Linked DNA regions of Mus musculus: region 2 is linked to region 1. A link is a contact called in public HiChIP or PLAC-seq data. All regions are on one chromosome and are shown on one strand. The core of a region is the stretch at or near the end of the contact, and the rest is flanking DNA. Distances in the headings are between cores, read along the strand shown. Region 1 overlaps Pcbp3 (poly(rC) binding protein 3). Region 2 overlaps Gm3137 (predicted gene, 3137).

Region 1 (3,071 bases), core at 378-2,877:
TTAGTATTGCTGTAGCATTTGATTGGCAACCTGGCCAGGGTTGGTTACTGGATGTGGGTTTTGTGGCAGTCAGCACCATATATGCAGGGAAGACCCAGGCCTAGCTGGCTCTGCTACCTTATTCCCCCACCTAGCATCTTTAGGATCCTCTATTGGCTGGTGCTGTGGTCTTAGGGAGGGTTAGTCTGCTCACTGGTCTTGCTTGAGAGTTGTTTGATAGAGGTTAGTCTTGATTCCATCTACATGAAACAATTCCTTTAGCTTCTAGTTTGATGGGGTGTTTACATACAGCATGTGTTTTGTTTCTGAAATAAATGAAGAAAAAGTAGTATTATTTAGAAATGTGAAGCTGGCTGCTAGACACCCTTCCTTCTCCACTAAGGTCACTGCTTTTGTGATACAGGATCAGGAATACGGGTGTGGTCCTGGCAGCCCAAACATGCTGGTTGTATGCTGACCCCTTCTGTGGGAGGCACTGTGGCTCTGCCCTCCTCTCCTGACCCTCTCGTACACCAGGCAGAGACAGACCTCCTGTAGAAGAAGGGGGCGGGCACAGAACTGTGGTTGTGACAGTACATGGAGGGGACAATGTCACTACCTCAAGGGTGTTTTCGTGCTTTTAATTTAAATAGAATCATCGAATGTCAAAAATAGCTTTACAGTGTTTTCTATTTGTCACATTTTGGCAAGGAAAGAGTGGTGTCATCATTCTGTGTGTTTGCTAAGTGATAATTACAAGCATGGAGACAGATGTGTCTTCCCGAGAGCCAGCAGGACTGTGCCAGAGCTTCTTTGCTCCTGGAAAGAGGAAATGCATCAAGCCTTAGTGACTGTGACAGTGGCCCCCAGAGGTTTGGAGTGGGACAGTTAGGGCAGCTGTTTCTGGTCCAGCGTGGACAGTGCGGACTGAGCCAGAGAGAGGGTTCAAAAAGTGACCAAGCATGGCAGAGAGACCACATGCAGTGGAGACCAGCAGGCATAATGACATGGTGCTAAGTTAAAGCCCTGAGTGAAGCCACTGATGGACCATGGTGTCCCTTAGCAAGAGGCAGGAAGGTGATACCCAGAGTGCATGGAGTGGGCAAGCTGGAGATTGAGCTTTTGCCTGAGCCAGATCGTACTGGTACGCTGATCCTATCCTGCAGCCCCCGGGAGTGCCAGGAAGAAAGGCTTGCTGTTTGAGCTACTTAAGAATTTTGTCATGGCAGCTGCACAGATTAAAATGCCCCTTATGTGAGTTCCGGCTACACATTCACGAGAGCAGCCCACATTTACACAACTCGCGTAGTCCCTGCAGAGATAAATGATGTTGTCCAGTTACTTGGAGGCCAATTTCTTGTAGTTGCCAGGGCTTTGCTTAGCCAGAGAGTGGTTGCTACTCACTTTGGGTCTCATGGCTAATTAACTTGTGGACTATTTAGAAGTAGTTAATTTTTTTTTTAACCCAAGTGGGAAGAACAACACATAATTAACAGCAGCTTCAAAAACCAGATGTGGACTAACAGCACTCTCCTCCGTTTCTCTCTGCTTCTCACATCCCCCAAATGTAACTTTTGAATGTAACACAGCTCTGCGTGGTGATTACTTTAATATACCCGTATATTGAGAAATGAGTCATATCCTGTAGAATTCACCATTTTTAAGGCAATCCATTGCTCAGTGCATCTAGTGTGTATTTGTGGTTTGCCCAGCTTCCACATCTGTCCAGTTGCAGAGTATTTTAACACTCTAAAGAAAAACCCTGATCCTCTGAAGCAGCCATCTTCATTCTCCATTCCCACCGTCACTGGTCTCCTTTTCTGTATCTGCCTGTCTTGGACATTTCAGACATGTGTAATCATATACCACAGTCTGATTGATGGGCTCCCTTCACTATATGTTCATTCTCAAGGTACATTCATGTTATAGCATGTCTCTGACCTTCATTGCTTTATCATTTATCATTTATTATTATTTATTTATTATTATTATTGTTATTATTATTATTTTGTAGCTCATGAGGTTGATCCCCAGGCCTTGTAGATGTTGTGCAAATAACTACCATTGAGCTACAGCCCTGACCCCTATTACTTTTTATATCTGAATAACAGTTGTAGAGATATATTATTTATTTCACTCTGTTTTTCTGTTGATGAACATTGGTTTTTGCCTATTTGTTTTTTCTTTCTTGGCCATAAAGCTTCTTGGATGACGATGATGGTTATTATTATTTTGTTTGGAAGCTTTCAGTTCCATGGGAATTAAATGTAGATGTGGCAGTTCCACATTTAACTTACTGAGGAACTACCTGTCCTCCATAGGAACTGTGCTGTTTTATCTTTCTAAGTTGTAAATTGTCACCCCAGTTTAATAGATGAAGGTCTGAGAGTGTGGGAATAGAAAGACTTAGGAGCCATTAGTCAGCTCCATGTGGCCCAGTCCTGTCTTGTTGTATGGATCAAGCATCAGCTAACACTGGAGGCTGGAGCTGGAAGGTCACTGTCCAGTTCCAGCTCTCTCAGGGACCAGGATGAGGGCAAGGAAGCCATGAGTTAGGGCACCCACTCTCATGTAGCTGAAACAAGGTTGGCTGGCTTGTTTTTGCCTGGGTGTAGATACAGCCTTGGGACTGGTACTATGGCTAAAGTTGGCCCAACGCCAGGACAGCAGTATTCTCCCTACCAGGTACAGCAGCTTCCATCCTTTATTGTCTGCACCCTTCCCTGACCTCTAATACCCAACATGGAATTGCCTTCCCTACCATTTTTTGAGACAACACCCACAGATAAAGGCTGCAGTGGCACTGGCAGAGGCCAGCCATGCTGTTAACCATGTGTATCCAACTGTCGTCAAAGGCCTGCGTTAAGACAGGAAGCCTCCCTGATGTTCTGAGCACAAACACTTGATGAGATGAAGACTTCTGCCCCTGGCAGACTCACTTCTAAAAAAATGTGTTGAACTTGATGCCGCCTTTACACATGCTATGCGGCTGCGGGCGTTTCAGCTACACAGTGAAATCATTAGCGGGGCCTTCACAGCTAGGATTGCACCCGTGGTGCAATCCCGGTTTCCTATGAGTGCCAAACAGATGC
Region 2 (3,071 bases), core at 424-2,923, 160 kb before region 1:
GAACTAATGGAACAGCACGTGTAAATGCAACAGCTGGCAGAGGCCCAGAACACACACGTAGAAAGGCAAAGGTTAAAGTACTGAGAGATGAAACATAGAAACAGATCAGGTATGAGGAAGCTGCTGAAATAAACAGAGGATACGTGCAGGCCTCGGAAGCGCCCTCTGCAGTCAATATTCATATCCCAAGGATGGGTAGAGACAGCCCACAAGGCTGCTGCAGAAGGAGGTGAGCAGACTTCCAATTGGTCAGAGTAAAGAACGACCCTCCAGTGCACCTCTAGAAGTAGGTGAATAGTAGGAGTAGGCGACTAGCAATGGGAGTGTGCTGTGTGTGTGTGTTCGTGTGTCCTCAGGTCAGTGAATAATAAGAGGGGACACAGAAACACATATGCATGCACACACATACACACACATGTGTGTGCACACAGACACACACATGCATGTGCACACAGATACACACACATGTACACACATGTACACACACATGCACATATGTATGCACACACACATACATGCACTCATACATGCATGTGCACACACACACACACACACACACATACACTGGAAACAAGGGTAGCTTCCAGAGTTTAAAAGATATGTTGTTTGGACGTGATCTTATTATATAGCCCAGGCTGGCCATGAACTCATGATCATCTTCCTGCCTCCCCCTTCTAAGTGCCAGAATTATAGGTGTGAGTCATCATGGTTAGATTTTTTTCCAGGTCAATTCTAAGGTCTTTGTTCTATTAAATGCATAGTTTGTTTGCATAACTCAAAAGAAGTCTTCTCCTGCTCATACACTGTACCTAGTCTGGAGCCACTTTCCCATCTGTAGCTCCCATTCAAAGGAGCACGAGGTCTGTGTGGAGGGAGGGGTTCCCAGGCAGAGCTTCTAGGCAGAGCCCCCAGCTAGAGGAGCCCAAGTAGAGGCTACCAGGCACAGTCTGGCCAGTAAATATTCTCCTCCTCCTCACACATCATGGTCAGCCAGCCAGCCAGCATTGCCGTGCATTTCTGCTTAACAATGTCTTAGAGATTGTTTTACACGCTAGCACACAAAGCACTTTCATGCCCTTGTTTAGCAGCAGTGAGGAACGAGTCACCTGAATATTCATGGTTTTACTCACACACCAGGATATTTATAAGGTAAATCGCTAGACGCAGAGTTCACTGCCACCACGGCCCAGGGTGAGGCAGAAATACAGTTAACCCCATTATTCGACAGCTCCTGCTTTCCAGCCTTGGGGGAGGCACCCAGCCAGCGGTCCACAGCCAGAGCTCACCAATACGGGAATGAGCAAGGTGCTAGAATAACAAAAACAAGGGAGGAGTCAAGGATTCAGGCTTGCTCAGATGTAAATGGGGCCACAAAGGCATTGGGTCAACTGCTCTGAGGCCCAGCTTCTCAGACTGCCGAGTGACCACAGCCCTGCTATATGGTGGCTGCATGGACAGAGATCCCTGCTCTTTTTCCCATTCTGAGAGCTCCTCTGCTCTGGGATGTCTCTGATTCTCAGCCACCCTTGGAATCAAGAGAAGGAAGAAGACAAGACAGGAAATGGTTGAACGCCAATCCCCTCCCAACCTCGCTCTTGCCGTGCTTGCCCCTTGGCGGCCATGATAGAAGAGGACACTCTCTAGTCTTGTGCAATGATGTAAGCTCAAGACCTGAATGACTCACAGCTATGGGCGAATGGCCTCTGACAGCTAAGACTAAAATAACGAGGAGCAGATCATGTCCTTAGCCCTTTTACAGTGGCATTATGCATGAAGAAACGAGACTCAAGTTACAGCAGGCCTGTGGGGCTGTTCTTGTGTGTGAAAATGACATCACAGTACCCTTTCTCAGGCTTGCATCTTCAGAAGGACTGGGTCACAACATCAGAGCTGAGGCCTGGCAGCGGAAGATGTACCCTCAAACACAGATCCTGAATCCAGCAAGACTTCCTCAGTTCTACGAGGAATGTTTCAGGACATAAAGCAAGCCTGTACCTAGACCACACATAACACTCACTACACAGATCATACATGCCTCCAAGGGAAATCCTCCAAACCCCTAGGGGCTGACCTTTGGGAGGGTTTTAGAAGATTCTCTATCCCAGCTGAAGATTAGCTATGGAACCTGAACCCAAATTCAGCCAACCTCAAATAACTGAAGTCTGGTGGGGCCCTTGGAACCGTGATGCTGGGGACCTGGATATCAGGGATGTGGGATTGGCCTTTCTGGTAGAGGTAGCAGGAAATAGAAATAGACCAGAACAAACCAGGACAGGAAGGTCTGAGCTCTCTGAGGGACTGGTATCCTATAGCTGGGGACATAGACCGGGAAGCCTGAGAGGTAAAGATGGCTGAGGTCATAGGTTAGATGTCAGAGTTAAAAACAGACCCACCAAGCTCTGAACACTGCTCCACACCCTAGAATCTAGGTGGATGTGTTCGAGAGAAGACCCAAGGCCAAAGAAACCACAGAGAGGAAGAGAGGACTGAAATGCAAACTTAAAGGTTCTTTGGAAAGCCGGTTGGATTTTTGCTGGGGCGAACACATGAAGGAACATTTCATTAAAGTGGACACAGGTGTGAAAGGCTCAGGCAGACTCGTGAAGGAACGTTTCACCGAAGCAGACACAGGAAGGAGGGTGTTCTGCTAAAGCAAACACGTGAAAGGACATGATGATGAAGGATTCTTTGCTAAGGACACGCATGTATTGGTCTACTTTACACTGCATAGTTGAGCTGCATTTGTCAGGACTCCCTAGAAAGAAACACATCAAAAACTTCTGGGAATGTGCTGCAGTTTCTTGCTGCTTCCAAGGACTCGGGCTGATTGGATGCAAGTGCTAAGACAAGAGCTGTGCTGAGGTAAGGCCCGTGGAGGACAGGTGATGTTTGGAGGGTACAAATAGGTCTCCCCAGAGTGACACAGACAGAGCTTGGCTTGCTGGAACAGCTAGCTGTGCAATGCTTGTGAGTATCTCATCGCTGATCTTCGCTTCCCTGAGAAAGACACAGCCTAGAACTTCTGGTGTTCCCATTGGTCTTTCCAGCTGACTCAAGCTGAGGCTGAGGCC

What was found. HiChIP or PLAC-seq counts read pairs in DNA pulled down with a chosen protein or histone mark.
Region 2: a contact with region 1 is called in a CTCF HiChIP or PLAC-seq map of the NIH/3T3 cell line, with 13 read pairs. The contact joins two enhancer-like sites. A contact is called at or near these places in 24 of 39 promoter capture datasets (the 3T3-L1 cell line, 3T3-L1-derived adipocytes, the C10 cell line and 15 more), 3 of 15 datasets of contacts at CTCF or cohesin (the NIH/3T3 cell line and large pre-B cells), 35 of 484 Hi-C or Micro-C datasets (the 3T3-L1 cell line, the AML12 cell line, the CH12 cell line and 26 more), 9 of 115 datasets of contacts at active chromatin or transcription factors (VIP interneurons, embryonic basal ganglia, embryonic forebrain and 3 more) and 3 of 9 other capture datasets (adipose tissue, liver and pancreatic islet).

The regions. Positions count from the first base shown.
Region 1 is chr10:76,857,642-76,860,712 of GRCm38.p6, reverse strand. All of the region lies in intron 2 of Pcbp3 (poly(rC) binding protein 3), which reads left to right. Among named protein-coding and RNA genes, the nearest start is that of Pcbp3, 100 kb to the left of the region's middle. Within about 2 kb of position 1,627, at least 36 of the 459 cell types and tissues checked have an H3K27ac peak or open chromatin away from gene starts, as enhancers often do. A contact at or near this core is called in the NIH/3T3 cell line and embryonic fibroblasts, where this site is marked.
Region 2 is chr10:77,014,888-77,017,958 of GRCm38.p6, reverse strand. All of the region lies in intron 2 of Gm3137 (predicted gene, 3137), which reads left to right. Gm10787 (predicted gene 10787) reads right to left here. Exons shown (of 3, transcript NR_045882.1): 2 at 1,135-1,308. Among named protein-coding and RNA genes, the nearest start is that of Gm10787, 4.4 kb to the right of the region's middle. Within about 2 kb of position 1,673, at least 18 of the 459 cell types and tissues checked have an H3K27ac peak or open chromatin away from gene starts, as enhancers often do. A contact at or near this core is called in the NIH/3T3 cell line and embryonic fibroblasts, where this site is marked.